Regions from separate parts of the Zea mays genome. Here all the other regions are linked to region 2. A link is a contact called in public Hi-C data. All regions are on one chromosome and are shown on one strand. Each heading gives the region's core, a stretch centred on a gene start, on an enhancer-like site or on the middle of the called end of the contact. The rest is flanking DNA. Distances are from core to core; before and after follow the strand shown.

Evidence for each region. Hi-C and Micro-C count contacts between places; a contact is called where the count stands out from the background.
Region 1: a contact with region 2 is called in a Hi-C map of leaf, with 7 times the contacts expected there. The contact joins the promoter of LOC103627298 here to the promoter of LOC100280406 in region 2. A contact is called at or near these places in 3 of 25 Hi-C or Micro-C datasets (ear and leaf).
Region 3: a contact with region 2 is called in a Hi-C map of ear, with 2.2 times the contacts expected there. The contact joins the promoter of LOC100382300 here to the promoter of LOC100280406 in region 2. A contact is called at or near these places in 4 of 25 Hi-C or Micro-C datasets (ear, leaf and tassel).
Region 4: a Hi-C map of ear shows a contact between it and region 2, with 2.3 times the contacts expected there. The contact joins the promoter of LOC100285176 here to the promoter of LOC100280406 in region 2. A contact is called at or near these places in 4 of 25 Hi-C or Micro-C datasets (bundle sheath, ear, leaf and 1 more).

Annotation. Positions count from the first base shown.
Region 1 is chr5:177,072,822-177,078,451 of Zm-B73-REFERENCE-NAM-5.0, reverse strand. LOC103627298 (tubulin-folding cofactor C) reads right to left here and starts at 1,386. Exons shown (of 1, transcript XM_008647593.3): 1 at 1-1,386. The coding sequence starts at 1,299. The coding sequence ends at 250.
Region 2 is chr5:176,658,176-176,663,374 of Zm-B73-REFERENCE-NAM-5.0, reverse strand. It overlaps LOC100280406, which reads left to right and starts at 1,708. Exons shown (of 6, transcript NM_001361069.1): 1 at 1,708-2,009; 2 at 2,107-2,318; 3 at 2,419-2,736; 4 at 2,810-2,884; 5 at 3,893-3,967; 6 at 4,422-5,167. The coding sequence starts at 1,808. The coding sequence ends at 4,958.
Region 3 is chr5:176,354,613-176,360,140 of Zm-B73-REFERENCE-NAM-5.0, reverse strand. It overlaps LOC100382300, which reads left to right and starts at 1,844. Exons shown (of 1, transcript NM_001175049.2): 1 at 1,844-4,782. The coding sequence starts at 1,890. The coding sequence ends at 3,740. It overlaps LOC100192734, which reads right to left and starts at 1,746. Exons shown (of 10, transcript NM_001137933.1): 1 at 1,508-1,746; 2 at 1,071-1,115; 3 at 861-940; 4 at 692-766; 5 at 3-106. The coding sequence starts at 1,599.
Region 4 is chr5:177,117,156-177,122,063 of Zm-B73-REFERENCE-NAM-5.0, reverse strand. It overlaps LOC100285176, which reads right to left and starts at 1,915. Exons shown (of 10, transcript NM_001158070.2): 1 at 1,770-1,915; 2 at 872-1,035. The coding sequence starts at 1,006. LOC100277072 reads left to right here and starts at 2,044. Exons shown (of 5, transcript NM_001150739.2): 1 at 2,044-2,327; 2 at 3,210-3,279; 3 at 3,411-3,604; 4 at 3,697-3,869; 5 at 4,327-4,582. The coding sequence starts at 2,094. The coding sequence ends at 4,396.

The sequences.
Region 1 (5,630 bases), core at 137-2,636, 420 kb before region 2:
GAATCCCAACATGAAGCATGGTTCTAGCTCACCAAACTCTCTGCTCTTATCAATTTTGGCTATGCAAACCACTGAACTAATCTTGTTTAGGACACCAAATTGTTTCAAGCTTCATATTGTGAATTCAGAAAGCTCTTGGTACAATTACAAGCAATCAACTTTAAACAACCGAAACATTATCCCCACAACCACAAATAAACTAATGAATCCAGAGAAGAAAACCAAAATGAGACCTGACAGCAATCCTTGTCAGCTATCATCTTCCTGTTTATGAAGCTCCGAAATGTTCACAGTTTGCAACCGTTCTTCCTCTGGAACTAACCGCCAATTTGGTGACTGCACTGCCTTGAGCCACTTGAAGTCATCCACATTAGCCCAATTACCAGTCTCCTCCTCAAGTCCGGAGTCCTTCAAATCTTCTCCAATCCCTTCATAATTCAAAACATATGGTGCAAATCTCACACCACTGCAGTCCTCAATGATAGGCCTGCTCCTCACCCGCAAGTAGAAATCCGTCACCCTCGCCTCATGGATCCTGATCTGGTGTGCTGCCATCACAAATATGCAGCCATCTACGTCTTCTATAAGAACAGAACCAAGAACAGCCCCGACGAACACACGGCAATCTCTCAGCTTATGGATGTACAGCGCCCGGCATTTGCCCTTGAGATAGACCTCGCAGGAAACCAAATCCGCGAGCGTGAAATCCCCATCCTTGTCGTTGGAGACTCGCAGATCCTTCACGAAGGTGGCGCCGTTCCTGCCCCGGAACCCGAACCCTGGTAGGATCGCGTCAAGACTAGGTTTCGGCTGCTCCGGAGGAGGTGGCTGCGGTGGTGATGCGGTGACACGATCCTGAGGCGGGTTCCTCGGATTCCTGCTCTTGTTCCTGAAGGAGAAGGACTTCTTGGGACGGAGCTCAGAGGCGGCAACACTGTGTGCCGCGCGGAGGTCGGCGGCGGTGGCGAGGGCGGCGCGGAGCTCGTAGGGGGGCAGTGCATGGGACGCCTCGGCGATGAGGCGATCGATGTCATCGATGGCGGCCGCAGCAGCCGCCAGAGATGCGGCCGCGTCGTCTTCGGGGGAGGAGGAGCGGCAGGCGGAGAGTGCTGACTCCGCGGCGAGCTTGGCGTCGGCGAAGCGGGAGAGGAAGGCTTCGACGGGGGAGGCATCAGAGGAGTCCGAGGGTGGGGCGCCGACCGAGGAGGAGGAGCGCTTGGAGAGGCGCTCGAGCATGGCCAGGTGCTTGCGGTGGCCCCCACGGGCGGCAGCCTTTGGCTGATCGGAATCCGGCTCCATTCCGGCGGCGGCGCTGGACCGCCTGGGGCCTGACCTGGGGGGGAGTGAAGGAAGGCGTCGAGTAGGCTTGCAAATGCAAGTGACGCTGGGTCCAAGCGTACCTTCATATTCCAATTAACAAAATAATATTATCTTGTATCATAATAACGCCAACGTTAATAAGTGGGTTTTTGAATGCACGCTAATATTAGCTATATGCATTCAAATAGTCTAACTAAAACTTTAACTAATAACTAGTCGGTTACCCATGCGTTGCGAAGTCTCACAACAATACCCACGTAAATTATCCACCAAAAAAAATTCAAGATTTTTTATTGGTTGTATCCACTCTTCGTATAATATTTTTTATGAACGCACGAGTACCATATGCAGCAAATCAGAGACCCCTATCCCTCGTCTCCCTCACTTCCAAGGTTTCGTAGAGCAGGAGGGGAAGGGAAGAGACGGACATACCTATTCATTGCCGGAGAAGGACAAGACGAAGACCTGGGCATCTAGAAGCGACATAGATAGTATACCACTAAATATATAGGGAGAGAGCACGCAAGCGGAGAAAGAAGCCCAGCCAGAGCAGCTCCAAACCAAGAGGCACCCGCACCAGACGTCAGTCCGAGAAGGGCGAGAGAATGCGAGTATCTTCCCAGCCCTGCATCCGCCGAAGCGACACAACACCACCAACAACTCCGTAGCATATGCCGACTGCTGCCATACTACGAGCCTTAGTTGCCCAATATCTCAGGCCTGGACTCCTCATCACTAAGATAATCACTGCGCGAGTCGGTGTCGGTGCTGATGTCAGACGAATACGGGGAGGAGGCGCCTGCTCCTACGCCCTCTGCCGAGAATGGGGTGGCGCGGAGGTGAAGGCATGCAGGGAGAGATAAAAGAAGTAGAATGATAAACGAGGTGGTGGTAACTGAGACGATGACCATCATTATCGTACGGATGTATAAATGGCTAAATGAGCCGTGTCTGGGCCAACCCGGCACGAGCGTCGTGTGGTGCTTGGATCGTAGCCTCGACCCACAGTGCTTGCCCGGCCCGGCCCGACACGATTATTTTTTTATTTTACAAAAAAAATCATATATACATATATACAATTTATATTCAATATTATAAACATCTGTGAATGATGTTCTATTAGTTAGATAGATTTGTCTAATGTCTTCTACCCTTCTTCCATCAGGGTGTGTATTCAAACCACACCTGCTACCATGCTTTTACATTTTTTAAAAAGATGACGCATGATAATTGTTGAAACTGATACTTTAAGTATACTAGTCGGTTGCCCGTGCGTTGCGACGACTTACAACAATACCCACATAAACTATCCATCAAAAAATTTCAATATTTTTTATTTATTGTCTCCCCTCTCTATATTATATATTTTTTGATTTGGCTAACTGATGTTATTGTTTACTCCATGCAAATATGTCTTGGTACAACATGGCCAATGAAGTGAGCGATTAGAAGAGAGTTCACAACGATTGACTGAATGAACAGAGATTATAAAATGACATGATTCCATCATACAGAGACAAAATAAGAGAAAGTTTGTGAGATCAAGTTTATAAAATAAGTCCCATGAAGTCAAACTTATAAAAAAGATAGATCAAAATATGGAGTGATTGCTAAAGTTAGGCATCAATAAAAACTGGATGCGCGCAATATAAATTACGCTACTTCGTAGCAATTACTAACGTTTAAAACCAACAAATAACCTTTCATTTTGTTGTTAGTGTGACAAATCATTGTTGCTCCATCCAATTCAGCAACCTCAAACATCATATAGTCCATTGCGTCAATGTGGTCTCAGAAACGACCTAATGCTTGCAAGAGCAAAGAACGTCGTGCCGTGCTTGGGTTGTAGCCTCGGCCCATAGTGCTGGCCCGACACGATTATTTTTTTATTTTAAAAAAAACGTATATACCTATATACAATTTATATTCAATATTAAAAATATCTTAGCGTGATGTTCTACTGGTTAGACAGTTTCACCCTATGTCTCTCGCCCTTCTTCCATCAGGACATGGGTTCGAACCCCACCTCCTGCACCGTTGTTTAACATTTTACGCTAATTTAATTAAATGGATCGACAGGCTAACGGGTTGGCCCGACACAGTTAGCAGGCCGGCATGATGTGCTTGTGCCATAGTCGTGGCCCGCGTGCATCTAACACGTGTCGGGCGTCGTTACACGGATTTAATTAAATGGATCGACGGGCTAACGGGCTGGCCCGACACAGTTAGCTGGCCGTTATAACGTGCATGTGCTATAGTTGTGGCCCGCGTGCATCTAGCCTATGTCGGACGTCTTTTGACATCTATAGACGTGTAACAGATTAATTTGAAATAGCTGTGAGGGGTTATTTGTAAAAAAATGACGTATGACGACCGTTGAAACTGATACTTTAAGTATAGTATAGAAAAGACAAATTAGTTATATCTCAATTACCTGATTCACACCGGCTAAAATCAGCTAATACCATCCCTATTCCTTTTTTTCCACAGTACCCACCGCTCGTTCTCTCTCTCTTTTTTTCTGTTTCAAGACATCGACCGCTACCTCGAGACGGCGTGAATGCAGCGCTCTTCACGTTGATGTCGAGCCCGTAGGGTGGGGCGGAATCTTCTCGCGGCCGCCCGTCTTTCGTCGTCTCGTCCCCTCCGCCATCGCTGGTCTCCTCCCCGTCTCTCGTCCCCTTCGCCGCTGCAGACACCGGTCTCCGTCGCTAGACCTACGGTTGCTGTAGCTATTTCTCTTTGTAGCCGAACACCGCTCTCTCTCTCTACGAACGGCTGCTTGTCTCTGTCTCTGTGAACGAACGGCTTGTGTGAACGTGAACAACTGCTTCAAAGTTATTAGCTATGATATCCAAACAACACCAACTATTAGTTAGCTAATTATTTTTACTAGCTACTTATTAGCTAGCTAATTGTTATCGCTAGTGCATTCAAATATTTCCTAAATTATAATGGAACATGAGCATGTATCATAAGTAATACTAGGTATGTGCTCGTGCGTTGTCACGAGACGGATGAGCGTGGGGGGCGGTGTCTAGGCTACAAATATATTTATTATTTATTTCTAAACACTAAAGTACATGTGGTCTGGTGGTTAGTCTAAAATTTCTAGAGCAGAGGGGTGATTATCAGAAACAAAAAATAATATTAGGTCAAAGAATATGATCAAGAGTACAATTTGACTTCTGTGAGCTCCTGCTCAGAATCTTCAACTTGTGGTGCTTCGGGTTCCTCGGTCACTTGTTCGTGCTACTCACAACAATACAAACAAACAATATGAGGATAGAAATTAACATCATATCAAACATGTGAACAAACTGCATAATAATATTCTATAAGTCGAGACAAAATTATTGGTTCAAGAACCTCTAAAATCGGAGCGAAACGAAGGAGTTATGAGTTTTCTATTTCCCGGATTTACTTTATTTTAGAAACCATTTTCTATAATATTTTTTATCCGAATTGTGGACGACGAAATAATATCGTTACTATTCATCATCGTTACTATTCACCGTTAATATTCATTATCGTTGTTATTCACCGTTTATTATTCATCATCGTTGATATTCATCGATGATAGTTATCATTAGTATTTCATCGTCACTATTCATCGTTACTATTCATTGTTACTATTCATCGATCATCTGATCACCCCAAATTTCAACTGCTCATCCATCATGTTGTCCGGTTCACCTAAGACCTGCCAAACCAATATTCCAGTCATATGAACTCCGGTGACTGTGATTTTCTTCCAGTAAGAACTTCCCATCTGGTCACACATCCTAGATTTCTCCAAGTTGAGCACGCTTAACTTTGGGATTCTTTCGAGCCAGGCTTCCAAACTCATATTACAATAATTCTTGTTTCTGAATTCTTATCAAATTATTCCCTATCCAACCATGTCATCCCTTAAACATGGTTCATATTCCATAAAACTCACAAAATACTCTTGCCCCATATTCTACCTATAATTTCAATGTTCAGGCTAAGTCAGACAATTCACTCGTCACTATTCTCACCAGCAGTGAACTCTACTGTACTACACCACATACACCCAGCTATAAATAGACCCAGCTACCCTCTCCCTCTTCTCACACTCAACACCCTCAGCCAAGGCAAACACCCCAGCCACTCAGTTACTTCGCTCTGCCGGCTATGCACATAGTGTCACTTCGCCTCCAATCTACCCTCCTGGTAAGCACCTCCACTCCACCACTAGTAATATCACAACACCACATGACGCAGATTCTGCTCAAGACTCTATCTATCCATATATTACCATTCTGACCACTATACTAAATATTTGT
Region 2 (5,199 bases), core at 459-2,958:
TGTTGCATATCTTGCACGCAGACCGACGACATCCGCCGTCCGCGAAACACCAAATTCCACCGTATCACCCGGCCGTAACTCTGCCGCCGCCACAGTGCCCGAGGTATCTTCGGACGACGCCTCGGCCGTCGGTGTGGTCGCAGCAGACGAGGAGGAAGATGGCATGGCTACGTACCGTCGACGGTGGCGTGCGGTCTGCTTCACGCGGGCCAGATCTCCGACGAACAGGAGCAAGGAGGGCACACGAGCAAGCGAGCAGTTTGAAAAGGAGGTTAGGGTTTTCGCGGTGCGCGGAAGGGTAAATTTCAACCTGCGCCGCCCCCACCCCCTTTTATACACAGGGCGCGACGCTTAGGGAAACCCGCAATCCAACAGTACGCCGTCAATCAACGGTCATGTCAAAAACCCCCGCGGAACCACTTCGAGCGAGGGCAGCGTCTCCACCATCTAGCGACGCCTTCGGCACTAGATGACTTAGTCGAACTGGTCCCTCGGAGGGCAAATGTTGGGGCGAAGGCGAAGACGCCACCCTTCGCTCGATGCCTTCGCCAGTCTCGCTGCACCAACGGAGAAAAGACAACCGACAGACCCCTTCGCTCGATGCCTTCGCCAGTCTCGCTGCACCAACGGAGACAAGACGACTGGCAGACTCCACCCTTCGTCCAATGCGACCGAGGAACAAAGGCTTCTGGCGAGGTCGTCCCATCCCGCGGCGTCGTCCAACACGAAAGCCCACGTGCAATCTGGCCCATTATAACAGGCCCTGCGTGGCCGCGGAGCATTACGGGCCTGATTTGTAAAGGCTTCTCTGTAATTACAGTCTGTAACCCTACTTTAATGGGAATATTCCGGGGATAACCTGGGCGCTTGAGGGCACATGCGTACTTAACCCGAGGCGCTAGGCATTCGAGCACCTATAAATACCCCCGCACAGTGCCCTTGTAAGGGGAGATCAAGAAAGCAATCGCCCTCTTGAGCAAAACCTTGTCTGCATTACTTCTACTCCCCCGTTGGATCAAACTTGCTCGGGAGAACAAGTTCCAACAACTCCCACAGGAGAAGAACAGGTGGCCCAGGAGGAGCCGCACAACGAGGAGTTCGACTTGATCTAGGTGGCGTCTCTGAGTCGACTTTATGGCGCCAAGGATGAACCTTAGTTCGCTTTATGTTTATCTTTTATTTTCATGAGACTTCCACTATGTAATAATTACTTTTATGATATTGTGACATTTATCTCTATATATTCTGTTGTTATATGTGTTGTTCTTCTTTGACGCATATATGAGATGCACCCGGCTTTATCCTTAAATCCGGTGCGACAAATTGGTCTTATATCTTTTTGATTGATAAGTTTTGTAATGGTTATATAGAAGACTTTAAACAATTAGCATAACTTGTTACGTTGAAAAACCAATATATCAATAAATTTAATATTATATAGATATATATAAACATCTTATATATACTATTCTTTATTATGCCACGTGTATACTTCCACTGGTAACGAGAAAATGATGGAGTTGCACAGAAGTGTGGCCCATTATTTTTGCTACGAACTCGAAGAGAACTTATCGGCCCGTGCTCCTGCGCAGGCCCAGCCCATGGAAACACGCGGACACCTTAGCGGGCCCACATTGCAGGCGCCGTTGTCCGGGGTACTAGGTAGGTCTTTCTCCTTGCAATCTTTCCGTTTCTTCGTTTGATTCCCTCCCGCCGCCGCCGCTGGAGACGCCCAACCACGACAGCGCCCCAGGGTTCGTCCTCCCGCTGGAATAGTAAGTGACCGGAGAAAAGCAGCACAAGAGAGATGTGGTATCTATGCGTCTTCTACCACAGGCTCCTGGACTACCGGCGACCGGAGGTGGAGTCCCTCGCCGAGCTCTTTGCCGGCCCAGGCGCCCGTGAATCCGTCGAGTGGCGCATGCCGGAGAACCACCACGTAGACTCCCCCTTCCACCTCGTTCGCCTCCCTGGAGACGAGCGCCTCGCCGCTCAGGTCGCCAACCGCAGTAAGCGCGGGCTCAAGTCCTTTATACTTTCCAGTCTTCTCCTCATGTTCCCGTTTATTGATTCCTCTGCGTGATTCACTGCCGTCGTGCGGGGTAGGCTTGTTGGTGAAGGGGGTCTACGAGCTCTGGGGCTATGGCACTACCTACGAGGAGCTGGAGAAGTCGGTCAGGGAGTACCCCGACGAGAGGAAGCTTCCGTTCCTGGTCCCGGAAAGCAGCTTCAAGATCGTTATCGACAGCTTCGGCAAGGTGATCAGCTCCCAAGAGCAGAACGAGATCATACAGAGCCTCACTTACATACCATTCAAGGTTGATGACATTATTTTCTCCATTTCTATTGGTGCTGATCTTGTGGATGCTGAATGGTATCAGTCGCCTAACCAGGCTTCACCTTTTTGTTTCCTTTCAGGGACGTGTTAATTTGAAGAAGCCTGATCACAGATTCTTTGTCATGGAGACCGATGACTATGGGTCGAACAATGGTCTCCCACCGGTTGTCAAGAGGTCGATATTCTTTGGCCGGGAGGTTGGAGCAGCTGATAGGCATCTCCTGCCAACATACCAGCTCAAGAGTAGGAAGTACATTGGCCCCACTGCAATGGATGCTGAAATGGCTTTCCTCATGGCCAATCAGGGTCTGGCCTCGCCTGGGAAGCTTGTCTATGACCCTTTTGTTGGGACCGGGAGCATTTTGGTTGCAGCTGCACATTTTGGAGCTATGACGATGGTTTGTGTTTCTGCGAATAAATATACTTTTTAATTTTGTTAGTCTCTATGTCTTTCTGATAAAGGCTTTTCAGGGTGCAGATATTGATATAAGGGTTGTACGGGATGGTCGTGGCCCCAATTGCAATGTTTGGAGCAACTTTGAGCAGGTAATTTCACACTGTTATCTTCAATCAGTTCTTGCATGTTATTGTTGTCTCTATAGCCCAGTCATCTGCAATTTGTTTGGAATTATGAGCCTCATGAAAAGGATATGTACAGAAATTATGGTGGGTGTTATAACTGATGGTGGCAAGTGGCAACAGTGATTTCCCTGAAACGACAAATACTTTTTTTGAACTTTTATCCTCTATATTTATGACTTTTGTTGATTTTATCTCTAGCTATCTCAACAAACCAGTGACACTCATAAGTTGGTCTAGCGATACTAGATTTGAGACTCCATACCATAGTTCTACCAATAGAGATGAGACAGGGTTTTGTTATTCTTTTATTTATTTAAATTGATTCAATTGGAGTATGTTGGAATATAATATAAGTGAATTGTCCACTCCTCCTATTAGCTTAAGCTTTTGGGTTAAATTGGTTGGTGCATGCAACTTAATTGTTAGAGTATATTAGACATGTTAGAGTATATTAGGCAACTCCTGATATGGTTGGTTTAGGATTGAGTGTAATCCCGGGATACCTTCCTTATATCTAGGATAACCTTCCTTATCTCTAGTATAGGCTTCTTGCCCTCCAAGTCATGTACTCCTATATATTCTCTCTAGAGGCTCAATGCAATACATTCCACACATTATACGCATTATACACATTATACTGCTGAGTGAGAAATCAAACGAGATCTGTGCAGGCAAGATTTTGTCTTGCTTCCAAGGGAGAGCTATTTCTGCTTGCTTGGGCTGGCAGGGCAAGGCTTTCTCTTGTGGGCAAGGCAAGGCAAGCCAACACAGGAATCTAACATGCCCATGCTTGTTATATTAGTCTCATTATGCCATGATTTTTTTTGACTTAATAGTTCAAGTCGTGGAAAACATCCATGTTTAGTTATTCACCTTTTCTTTTTGGAAAGAATATTTAGGGATTTATTTGTTAATTAAATGGCTGGAATGCTAGATTTAATGCTAAGCACTAACATGTTGTCTGTTTATCAGTATAAGTTACCAGAGCCTTTGTGTTTGCTAAGGGCAGACAACAATCTCCCACCCTGGCGTCCTGGATTGAAGGAGGTAACACTTGTGCATCATTTACTATTAGTGTATGAACTGAAAGTGTGAGGTAACCTTTTCCACAAAATGCACAATATAGAACTTGGGTAGATTGCCTTTAGTGCTAGAACCAAACTATTTTTTTGTGGGTGTGGGACAGCACAGGGGGAGGGGTGTTCTAAAATGTCCTCGTGATTACTGCTATCACTTAATCTGAAAGCCTTCTCTGCAAATGGCTAATAAAGCTGTTGCATAATTTCATTGCTACATGAAATTTGATTAAAGCTTATATTATGAGCTTTTTAGTTTCTTTCTTAGGCTTTCATTAGCGAATAGTTCCTTTTATTGGAGTCTACAATTTGTGATCCTGCCCTTATTGTTGCTTCTGCGGTTCTGCCTCTATGAGCTATGTCAAAACTTACTTTCTCGATCAGATTTGTCTTAATTGAAAATACCACTGCTTGTCATCAATCAGATGTTCGATGCAATAATTTGTGACCCACCATATGGAGTCCGGGCCGGTGGCCGGAAGTCTGGTGGTCGGAAGCTCATAAAAGGCGTCAAAGGCCCTTACACAGTGCCTGATGAGAAACGGGACAATCACATCCCATCAACCGCCCCATATAGCCTCGCAGAGTGCGTCCATGACCTCCTCCACCTTGCCGCAAGGATGGTAGTCATGGGTGGCAGGCTCGTCTTCTTCTACCCTGTACTGCGAGGTGAAGATGGCACTGCGAACCCGCAGTTCCCTGAGCACCCCTGCTTCAAGTTAATCACCTCCTCTGAGCAGATCCTGAGCTTTCGGTACAGCCGGGTTCTGCTGACCATGGTGAAGGTTGCACCTTACACCGAGGAGATCGAGAAGTTGGCCGCAGAGCGGCACCGGGAGTTCAGGGAGAACCACCAGAAGTGGATGGAGGAGGGCAACCTCCATTCCGCCGTGTTCGAGCCAGCCCAGGATGGGAAGCCTGATAGAGACTCCAAGCCCAAATACAGAGGCAAGTATGTGTAGCAGCGCAGATACTAACTTGTTGAATTTAGTGGAAACACATTTTTGGTGGTTTCCTGTTCTGCATCCTGTACCAAATTTTATGAGCTAGTGTGTTGGCAGGCGCTGCGAGATGTACCACTGTTCCAGAGTACCATTCAAATCTTGTCAGTCCATTTGATGGATGAGGAAGTGTAATTGCAGCTTAATTGACTGAACTTATTTTTTTGGTTAACCTGCCTTTGACACGGCTGTTGAAATTGGC
Region 3 (5,528 bases), core at 595-3,094, 300 kb after region 2:
ACCCTCAAGTCCATCTTTTTGATGAGTTTATTAATAACACTTCTGGCATTTGAGTGAAGGAAGAACAATTCCACTTGACCAGGAAAATCAAATAACAGATAGTGATCTGCAGAAATGTTAAGTTTGGCTGTCAATAATAACAGGTGAAAGAAGTACAATTTGAGCAGTATGACTGTTTACAATGTTCAGTGCTTGCCTACTACGAGTCTATAACTTTGAACACTATGAAATAGCACAAGAAACAGCAGAAATACTTTTAAACAAACTGAGGTGCAATCCTCAGGATAACAGAATAGGGTTTATAAAAAGCTAATTCTAATTCCAGTTGGATGATTAGTCTACTAGTATATAATTGGTTCTGTCCAAGCACATAGAAAGACCTGTGTAAAATAACAAATTTATCGATATTAGCAATTTGAAGGACAGGCCTAGCACAGAAGTGAGAAGCCTTCCAACTGAGCCAAAGGTCTCGGGATTGACTTAGCGTCTCTGCAAAACTGCAGGGGTAAAGCTTGCCTCAGTTATTCCTTCCCTAGACCCCACTCATACGGGAGCCACAACACTGGGTCTGTCATTTATTAGCAATTTATAATTTTCCCATCAGATGCTCTGCCCTTTTGGGATATGACCATTGTTACAGATATTGCCACTGCAGATATGTGCATACTTCAGAGAGGTAATCGTTACTCACCTTCAATAAAAGGCTTCAGTTTTTCTTCAAGCCAATCAATATTCTTCTCCAAGTAATCCATGCAATACACAAGCCCTGACACAGGTTTTAACACCACAGAGAAAGAAAGTCATATTATTAGAACAAAAGCAAGTAGGTTACTGAATATCAATGGAGGACCAGGAGCAACCTCCATTAGGGCCAAGCGAATGCTCAGACATGACATCACTGAGTTTTATGAGGTCCTCGATGTTTATGGCACACTCATATCTATTTATTACAATCAAGGAAAAAGTTCAATTGTGACAAGAGAACATCAAGGAGAGAGTACGTTTTTTTTTTTGATAGGGAGAGAGTGAGTACAGAGGAAAAAATGTGGTGCTCAAAGAGTCAAGGATACGGCAATGCGTCATTTGCAGGGTCCAAATTGACAACCGCAACTTTCCTGCCACAAGGAAAACACATAAAGAAGCCATCCGTGTGAGCAAATTATCAACTTCAGCTTTAGTCCAACCAAAACAAAGCCAAGGGTGAAGTTTAAACTCTCGGCACAACTTCTGCTACAAGCAATATGGTATCAGCTAACATTCTCGATCAACCTTAGCAGAGGAAGGTATTCCACTTACCCTAATCGAATCACGCAGCGGGTCAAGTCAAGGTCAAGCGTATTCCACTTACCTAGAGTCCTAGATCAGCTTGTGAGGGGCAACCGAAGCAACTACTAATCGAATCACGGCATCACGCAGCGGGTCAAATCAAGGTCAAGCGTGTTCGACTTAACTAGAGCAGCTTGAGGGGCAGCCAAAGCAACGGTGAGGAACTAAACGGCGTACTTACCTGCCGAGGAGGGAGAGGAACTGCGACATGCCGTTGCAGTAGGTGGTCTTGCCGGAGCCCGGCGGGCCGATCACCACCTGACCGAACACCATCCTCTACCCCTCCTCTGCTCCGACTACGGGTTTCTCAATCGTCACTGACCTATCTATCCACGGCCGCGGGCACGAATAGGGCTTTCGCCGTATATGGCCGCGGCAGCGCGGCGGCGGGGGCGAGCGAAGGATGGTTCTGGAATGGAATTCCGTTCTGCAATTGCAATTCGCAACAACTCGAACGCTGCTGAGCTTGTTCGCCTTCACATACCCACTTGGCCCGCTTGATTGGCCCAAAGGCCCGCTATCATACACGGCCCAGTAAATAGCTTCAGCGTCTGTGAGCGCATATGCTGCCGTCGAGTCGGGAACGCATGCGCCGCCTTCTCCCGCCGCTCGCTGTCCACCCGCCGCCATGCCTCCCAGCACCTCCTCCAACCGCCGGCGGCGGAAGCGCCCTCGCCATCCCGGAGTTGATTCCTCTCCTGGAACGGGCCATCTCAATGGGGGACGTGCTCCATCTCGGCCGCGCGGTGCACGCGCACCTCGTCAAGACGGCGCTCACCAGCCATACGCTCCTATCAAATCGTCTCGTCGCGCTCTACTCCTCGCTCCCGTCGCCGGCCGCTGCCGTCAAGGCCTTCTACGACCTTCCACACAAGAACGCGCACTCCTACAACACGCTTCTCGCTGCGCTCTTGCGCAGGCCGGACACCCTCCCCGACGCCTTCCGCCTGTTCGACACAATGCCGGCCGACTCACGCAACCTCGTCTCCTACAACACCCTCATGTCGTCCCTTGCGCACCACGGCCGGCAGGTGGAGGCGCTCCGCGTCGTTGCCCGGCTGGCCAGGGACAGGTTCTTGGGGCCAGGTTTAGCCATGGATCGGTTCACGGTGGTCAGCGTGGCGACTGCATGTGCGGGAATCGGAGCTGCGAGGCCGCTGCGGGAAATGCACGGTGCGGTAGTGGTATCAGGGATGGAGTTCACCGTCATCATGGCCAATGCCATGTTGAACGCCTACAGCAAGGCTCGGAGGGTGGAAGATGCGAGGCATTTGTTCGATCAGGTCAGCATCCGAGACAATGTCACTTGGACGTCGATGATTTCTGGGTACTGCCAAGTGAAGAAGCTCCATGAGGCAGTGCAGGTGTTCGATATGATGCCAGATAAGGATAGGATTGCATGGACAGCGCTGATATCTGGGCATGAGCAGAATGGAGAGGAGGACACCGCTCTTGAGCTTTTCGAACAGATGCTGGCCAAGGGAGTATCACCAACGCCTTTTGTCTTGGTGTCAGCTTTGGGTGCATGTGCCAAACTTGGACTTGTCACACGTGGGAAGGAATTGCACTGCTTCATCTTACGCCGGAACATTGGCTCTGTCCCTTTCAACATTTTCATCCACAATGCACTCGTTGACATGTACTCTAAGTGTGGAGACATGATGGCTGCGATGGCAGTATTTGACTGGATGCCTGAGAGGGACTTTATCTCTTGGAACTCAATGGTCACGGGGTTCTCACATAATGGCCTCGGAAAGCAGTCACTTGCTATTTTTGAGGAGATGCTGGTAGCTGGAGTTCGTCCAACTCATGTCACTTTCCTCGCTGTCCTCACGGCCTGCAGCCATTCTGGTCTAGTATCTAATGGACGACTCGTTCTTGAATCAATGGAGGACCATGGTGTTGAACCAAGGGCTGAACACTATGCTGCCTTCATTGATGCTCTTGGTCGGAATCACCAGCTGGAAGAAGCGACTGAGTTCATCAAAGATTTGCCATCCAGGATTGGTCCTGGTACAGCTGGATCCTGGGGAGCTCTCCTAGGTGCATGTCGCCTTCATGGAAATATCGAGCTTGCAGAAGAAGTGGCAGAGTTTCTCTTCAGGTTAGAGCCTGGGAACAGTGGTCGGTATGTCATGATGTCAAACATCTATGCAGCTGCAGGACAGTGGGATGATGCACGTCGAGTCAGGGGGCTCATGAAGGAGAAGGGCCTTAAGAAGGATCAGGCTTACAGTTGGATTGAGGTGCGGAGTGCAAAGCATGTATTCGTTGCTGATGACATCTCTCATTGCGAGGCAGACAAGATATATGAGATGTTGGGGAAGCTTCTCGACCATATGAGCGTAGCAGAGGATCCTACTGAACACCAGCTTAATTTTTGTTTAGACTTGAGTGGAACTGCCCATGTATAAAAGCATTGCTCTTGTATTGCTGGCACACTGCTATGGTGATGGTAGGCGAGGTTCGCTCCCTTGCCACCAGCATCCTCGTGGCACTCTGTTAAGCTTTGTGAGACTGCAAAATAGCTCGAGCCAAGGGCTTCTGTTCGTGCAGAGTTTTCAATCTCCAGTTTGAGAGCTCAAGTGCTCAACGAGGTTTACCCAGAGAATCATCTGCAGTTGATTCAACGTTCCAAGTCTTGGGTCATGGTGTAATCTGTCAGGCTTCAATCACAGCAGAAGTTGCAAGAGTTTGATCCAATCCAGTTTGAGTTCCTTGAGTTCACAATCCAATATTCATGTGCCCTGTGCTGTCAGCTGATCTTTCCCTTTTCATAAAAAAAGATTGTTTCCTGAGAATGGTAATTCTACGTTAGAAGGTTCAGAGATTCTGATTTAGTTTAAATTGTATATGGTACCTGTTGGGGCTCTGACTTTGGATAAACACAGTCCCCGGGGAGTTGAAGAACAATTATCTACTCTTTACTTGATATACATTTTCAGGAGTATCTTCGCTCAAAAAAGAAACAAATAATATGGCGAAGGCGAATGGTTACTTCACCTGAACACGAAGACTCAAAGCAGAGATTGAAGTCAAATCTTCCTCTTTGTCGGTGATCAAGCGAAGCCACAAGATATACTTCGCCGAGAAGCGAAGTCAAAATTGAACGAAGTTAGATTAGTCCACTCCAAGGCATGATGCTTCTCTGACCAAGATTATCTTAGTTGATGATCAAGTGAACCAACAATTGTCGATGTTTCGAGTGAGTGTCTGACTAGTAAACTTGTGCTACACGTTTTAAGGCCGAGATGGTGTGCAAGTAGGACACAAGGATTATACTGGTTTGAACGAAATGTCACTACTACAGTCTTGTTAGCTTATGCTAGCGGCACTATATTGCTTGTAGTAGGAGTTACAAGCTGGGCAGTAGGAGTTACAAGCTGGACGAGAGAGGGAAAAACTCGTAAGTCTCTGATGCGAGTGTGTGTGTTCATGTGTTGCCTCGTGTTCTCCTATCCTTGTGTTGGTCCCCAACCCTCCCCTTTATGCTAAGGCATTAGTTACATTTGTCCCTGAAAGAGAAAAAAAATCCTCGGACGGAGAGGGAAAGATCGTCCTTTTCTGGTATTATATTAAGAAGAGACCGAAAAAACCCCGAACCTAGGCCTCCCATCACTAACAACTGTCTACTGCAACGACCCAACCAGAGGGTGGTGCACAGGATATCGATCTCGAGAGCGGGCGAGGCATAGTGAGAGGATTTTTTTTTAACCAAGCCTGAAATTCGCTTCGAGGGGGATCGAACTTGGGATCTAGAGGTTTTACTGGGAAGCCTTAATCATCACAATAAAGGTAAAATTAGAGGGAAGGGGCACTTCACTTCGGTTAACAATGTCCTTTTCTCCCGTTGTTTGTCGATCATGTATCATCCGTAGTGGTGGTGCAGGTCATGACAATTGAGTGAGTCGTATCCCATTGACTTTCTATACAAGCACATTTAGGCAAGAATCCATGTTATTAGCACTTTCTTGAGGAAGCATTCTTCATAATAGGGTGGCATCATTCCTCATGCTTAATCGTTGTTCCCTCATGGAACGTAAAAATGTTCGATTATGGTGCATAGATATCCTTGGTCTGCTTCTATACATGATTAAACACTTCCTTACAAAAGGCCTCTAAATAGGGTGTTTTTGGCCTTTAAATTATATTTATCCTAGTGTATCTTATCATCAACTAGGGTTATTCACTTCGGATTAAAG
Region 4 (4,908 bases), core at 666-3,165, 460 kb before region 2:
ATGTGCCAAGCTGATGGTGACAACCAAAACACTAACATGTACTCCTTTATTTCTTTATGTAAGGCGTATTATGATTAGAAAGTTTTTTCTTCATTTTATAGGCATGTATGGTTTCAAGGGAATCTTTAACCACTTTCTTCCTATTTTACCCTTGCTTCTTTAGTGCCCGTGTAATGATGCATGCCTGCCAATTCATTGCCTCGTCACCAACAGCTTGTATCTCCACTTCCTATACCCACCATGAGAAAGAGGATGGGGAATTCAAAAGGCTTCAGCCAATAAATGGATAGCATAAAACTGGTTTATTTTCTCCATGAATGCACAAAGTGACAGAGCGGTGGAAGATTAGGGCTAATGCAGCCTTTTCTTGTTTGCCAACCCCTTAAATTTGAATCTCCTCAATATGTGCGCTTAAGCTAAAAAGGCTAACAAAAAGGAACTGAGGGAGTCATATAATGATGATCTGTAGGGGTAGCTTGATTGCCTTTCCCCTGCCACTCGCCCTCGCCTTGCTGAGGAAGGTGGTGACTCAAATCAGCTCTTTAGAGCGAGCAAGAAAATTCCTCGTTTTCATAAATAAGAAGGTAGCTGGTGACAACGTGAAAGAACCAAACACCGTCCACTAACTTCTTACTCTGTTAGACGAGGTGAGGGTGAGCAAGGGATCAAAAGCATGTAATTCCATTAGCGTAACTTTACATGTTATTGTCCCATATTACACTAACATCAACAACAAATTCTTTAGTCCTTGTTAGTTAAGGAAGGCTGGACATGGAACTCAGTTAACATGTAAATTACTTATTTTTCCATCAGACACAGATGATGTAAATAAAAGAAAAGGGTAAATGGGGAAAACAAATGAAGTCACCACCTTGGGAGGAAGGATGGCATCAAGGTCAGCATCAGAAGCCTGTGGAAACCTTCCCTTGGCAGTTCTTCTTAGCTTCTTTTTGTCTGCCCCAGACAAGCGCTGTATGGTTTTCACATCAACAGGTTTCTTGAACATGGCTGATCAGACCCCAGGAACAAGCTGAGCTGCATATAAATGAGTTAATTATGACAACTCAATCACAAGGAAGACCATGAGGTACAGAACTGCAATTGAAAACTGAGAAACAAAATATAAATGATGAAACAATCAGCCAGCATGAAATTCATCTTTAGGAGATCAGCAAAATGTCGAAGGTGAGATTAACAAAATGTCAAAGGTGAGATGAGAAAAATGCCATTGCAGGCTCCTATTATCACACTCAACCTAATTATTGATTTTTAAAAGAAAAGCTGTGAGGGAACCTAATTATTGATTTCTATCAATAAATCTGCTAAAGCCCCAAACTACAGAATACTTAGTAGTTAGCGCCTACATGACACAATTCGTCCAATTGTAATTACACGAATTACTTCACGAACCCGATCGTTCCATATCCTCCTTTTAGACAAGAATGTCCAGCTCGTTAAAAATGAAAAGGATTCCTTTCAATCAGGCCGCGCATAAATTAGGAGCAAAATTGCTAAGCCCTTACAGGGGGGAACAACCCTACTTTCTCTCTGATAGTAACATGTTTTTCGAGCACAAGAACCCAACAAGTGATAAGAGACAGCAACGCATCACAGGCCAATCCGAGGACTACGAGTACAACAAGCCTAACGATCGAGTAAGAAAGGACATAGTTCTCCACCGTATCCGGGAGGGCTAACGAGCCGAGGGATCACAAATTATGGACTAGCCAACCAAGGATGGGGTTAGCGCTAGAGATAGGGTTACTTACCCCGCCGACGGTGAGGTCGGAGGCGGCGGGAGGGATCGGGCAGGTTCTCCACACACTTTCGGACGCTGCTCCAGAAGACGGCGCTGTGTGCACAGGTGGGTGGGTACGTGTGCGTGTCCCTGCGAGGAGAGTCGAGACCGTGAGGTCGATGGGCCGGGACCCTCCTCTCAGGCTTTACTATGGGCCCATCTTCCCTTTTAATCAAGGCTTTACTCCATGGGCCGATTTCACAAGAAACATTGAGAACAACGAGCTGCCCTCTCTGCCTGCAGCCACACGCACTGGAATCATCGTGCGGCGCAGCGAGCGAGAGGAGTGGAGAGGATGACGGCGCCCAAGCCTGGCGGGGGAGCGGCGGCCGCGGCGAGGGCGGCGGCGGCGGGGCCCAGGACGGTGCTCATCACGGGGGTCAGCAGGGGGCTGGGCCGGGCCCTGGCGCTCGAGCTCGCGCGTCGCGGGCACTCGGTGGTCGGCTGCGGCCGCTCCGCCGAGCACCTCCGCTCCCTTGAGGAAGAGATCACGTCGCCATCGCGCCACTTCTTCACCGTCGCCGACGTTGTAAGGTTCCGGTGCTCGTTCAAGTACTAATAGGAATTTTGCTTCGCAGTTGCTGCGCTGCTTTTCTAGTTATTTCCATTTTCAGTGCTCACTTTCGTTTGGGTTTCCCAACCGCTGCACTTGGTTGAACTTTATGCTTTCAAAGCCCACTGCTAGTGTATTGATGAACGAAATCTCAATTACTCCCACTAGGCTGTAGGTTAGTGCTGCTGTATATGCATCCTATGCTCAGAACCTTGGATGGGTATTTTACAGATTGGTAGACTTTGTTGTTTGACTGGTAGCTTGATCACCTGAGTGTCCATGCGTCTTGAACTCATAAGTTAATGCTGGTAACTGTGTATGATAATACTTGATGTTCAAGGAAATCTTTATGCTTACATTTTTGCAGTGTTATGCATACAGTAGCCATTGGGGGTTAATTATCGTCTCCGACTACAGTTTATGCATGAGTTGCTGGAGCATTCTCCACATTGAAGAACTGGTTTCCACCTTAGGCTTTGTTTGAGTACTCTAGTATTGACCCTAATCCACGTGTGTTGAGGTGGATTGGGGTGTAAATTAGTTTAAGTTCCACCCCAATCCACCTCAATACATGTGGATTGAGCTCAATACTAGGGTACCCAAAGTAGGCCTTACTAGGGATGTGGAGAGGGGTATTGTAGTCTAGAGTTCCCACCAAACGTTTTTAAAATTTGACCATAGATGCATAAAGATAGTACATTGATGACATAAGGTTGTTGCTAAGTGTTGGACAATAGTGAGATGATAATAGAATTACATTTTATCAGTGACATGTTTAAATAATCTGACTGTTGTTTTTTTAAATTGTTTGCTATGTGAAAACATTTTCTCAAGCATTGTTTTATGCTTCTGCTGCAGAGGTCTGACAGCAGTGTGGCCGAGCTGGCAAAGACTGTTGTAGAAAAGAAGCAAGTTCCAGATATTATAGGTTGGTTATGCTTTGTGTCTGCATGCAGTTGAGCCATGAAGTTTATTATGGAATCACATATTTGTATGCTCATTCTGAGTATATGAGAAAAGAAGATTTCCTGGATTCTAACCGTTGAGGTATTCTGGCAGTAAACAACGCTGGTACGATAAACAAGAATAACAAGACATGGAATGTTCCAGCGGAAGATTTTGATATGGTGGTCGATACAAATATCAAGGGAACAGCAAATGTGCTTCGCCATTTTGTACCACTTATGATAGAGAAGAGACATGGGATTATAATCAATCTATCCTCTGGTTGGGGAAGATCTGCTGCTGCAGAGGTCATACAGAAAACCATCAAATGCATTATAGTTGTTTCTTTCTGATGAATCAAAATCCTCAATGCATACTAAATTGCACATTGTCATTTCAGGTTGCTCCATATTGTGCTTCGAAGTGGGCGATTGAGGGCTTGACACGCTCGTTAGCTAAAGAGCTACCTCCTGGATTGGCAGCCATTGCTCTTAGCCCTGGTGTTGTGAATACTGACATGCTTAATTCATGCTTTGGAAGCTCTGCCGCATTATATCAAACAACTGAAACATGGTAAACTTCATTGCCTTGTGTTTGTTTGACCTATTTACCTTATGTTGTTTTACTGCACATATAGATTATAAACACAGCATCCAGCTATGGCGCTATTAACTGTTCATTGACTCAGCTGGAAATAAAATCTAAACCGACGGACACTCAGGGATGGGACACTATGATTACATAACTGATGCTAACACTTTAGCATGGTCAATTAACACATAAATCACCTTACTGAATCATCCTCCCAAGATAGTTCTGACCAGGATGATTTCATTGCTATAAGCATTAGGCGTTTACTAATTAATGGGCATATAATGCATAGGGTTGTGACATACTTTGCTATGGCAAAGCATTAGCTTTGTGTGGCAAACAATCAGTATTATGTTGTTTAGACATCGAATACGATGAACATTTGGCGCTATGATCAGTTACCTGATTAATGGGTGGATGTTGCTGTTTTTTTTTTCAGGGCACCCAAGGCAGCTACAATGATACTAAGCCTTTCACTGGACGATAACGGTGCTTCCTTGACTGTATGAAGTCGTGAAATTCTGTGCTCAACTGATTGCTGATGGGTTCTCTTCATCTCTTGTAGCCTGATGTGTAGATTTTTGCGAGATTATGGTGATGTAAAATAGTAGTGATAATGCGTGTCTGCACTCTGATGTCCCTAGCTGCTGTCTGAACGTTGTTGTTTAGCATTACCTCTATGGCCTATTCATATATACTCAAATGGTGAGGACTGAGGAGTGAGGACGGTGCCGGGCGTGAGAGAGAACTATAGAAGCACGCGTTGCTTTGTTTCGGTGGTATCCCCACGCACGGCAACGCGATCCGATCTGCTGCCTTAAAGACAAAATACCTACTGCCCATAATTCCGAAAGATGAACAAGGCCGCTCGGGCGTCTCCAATTTTCGAGCTTCAAGTTAGTTGAATTAATTAATTTTAAATGTGCTAATGAATAGTATAAAAAGTAAGAGATTAGTATGGACTCTAGAGATAGTCCTACATATTTCATGAAGCGTCCTTTTTTTAAGCGCGATGTTCAAA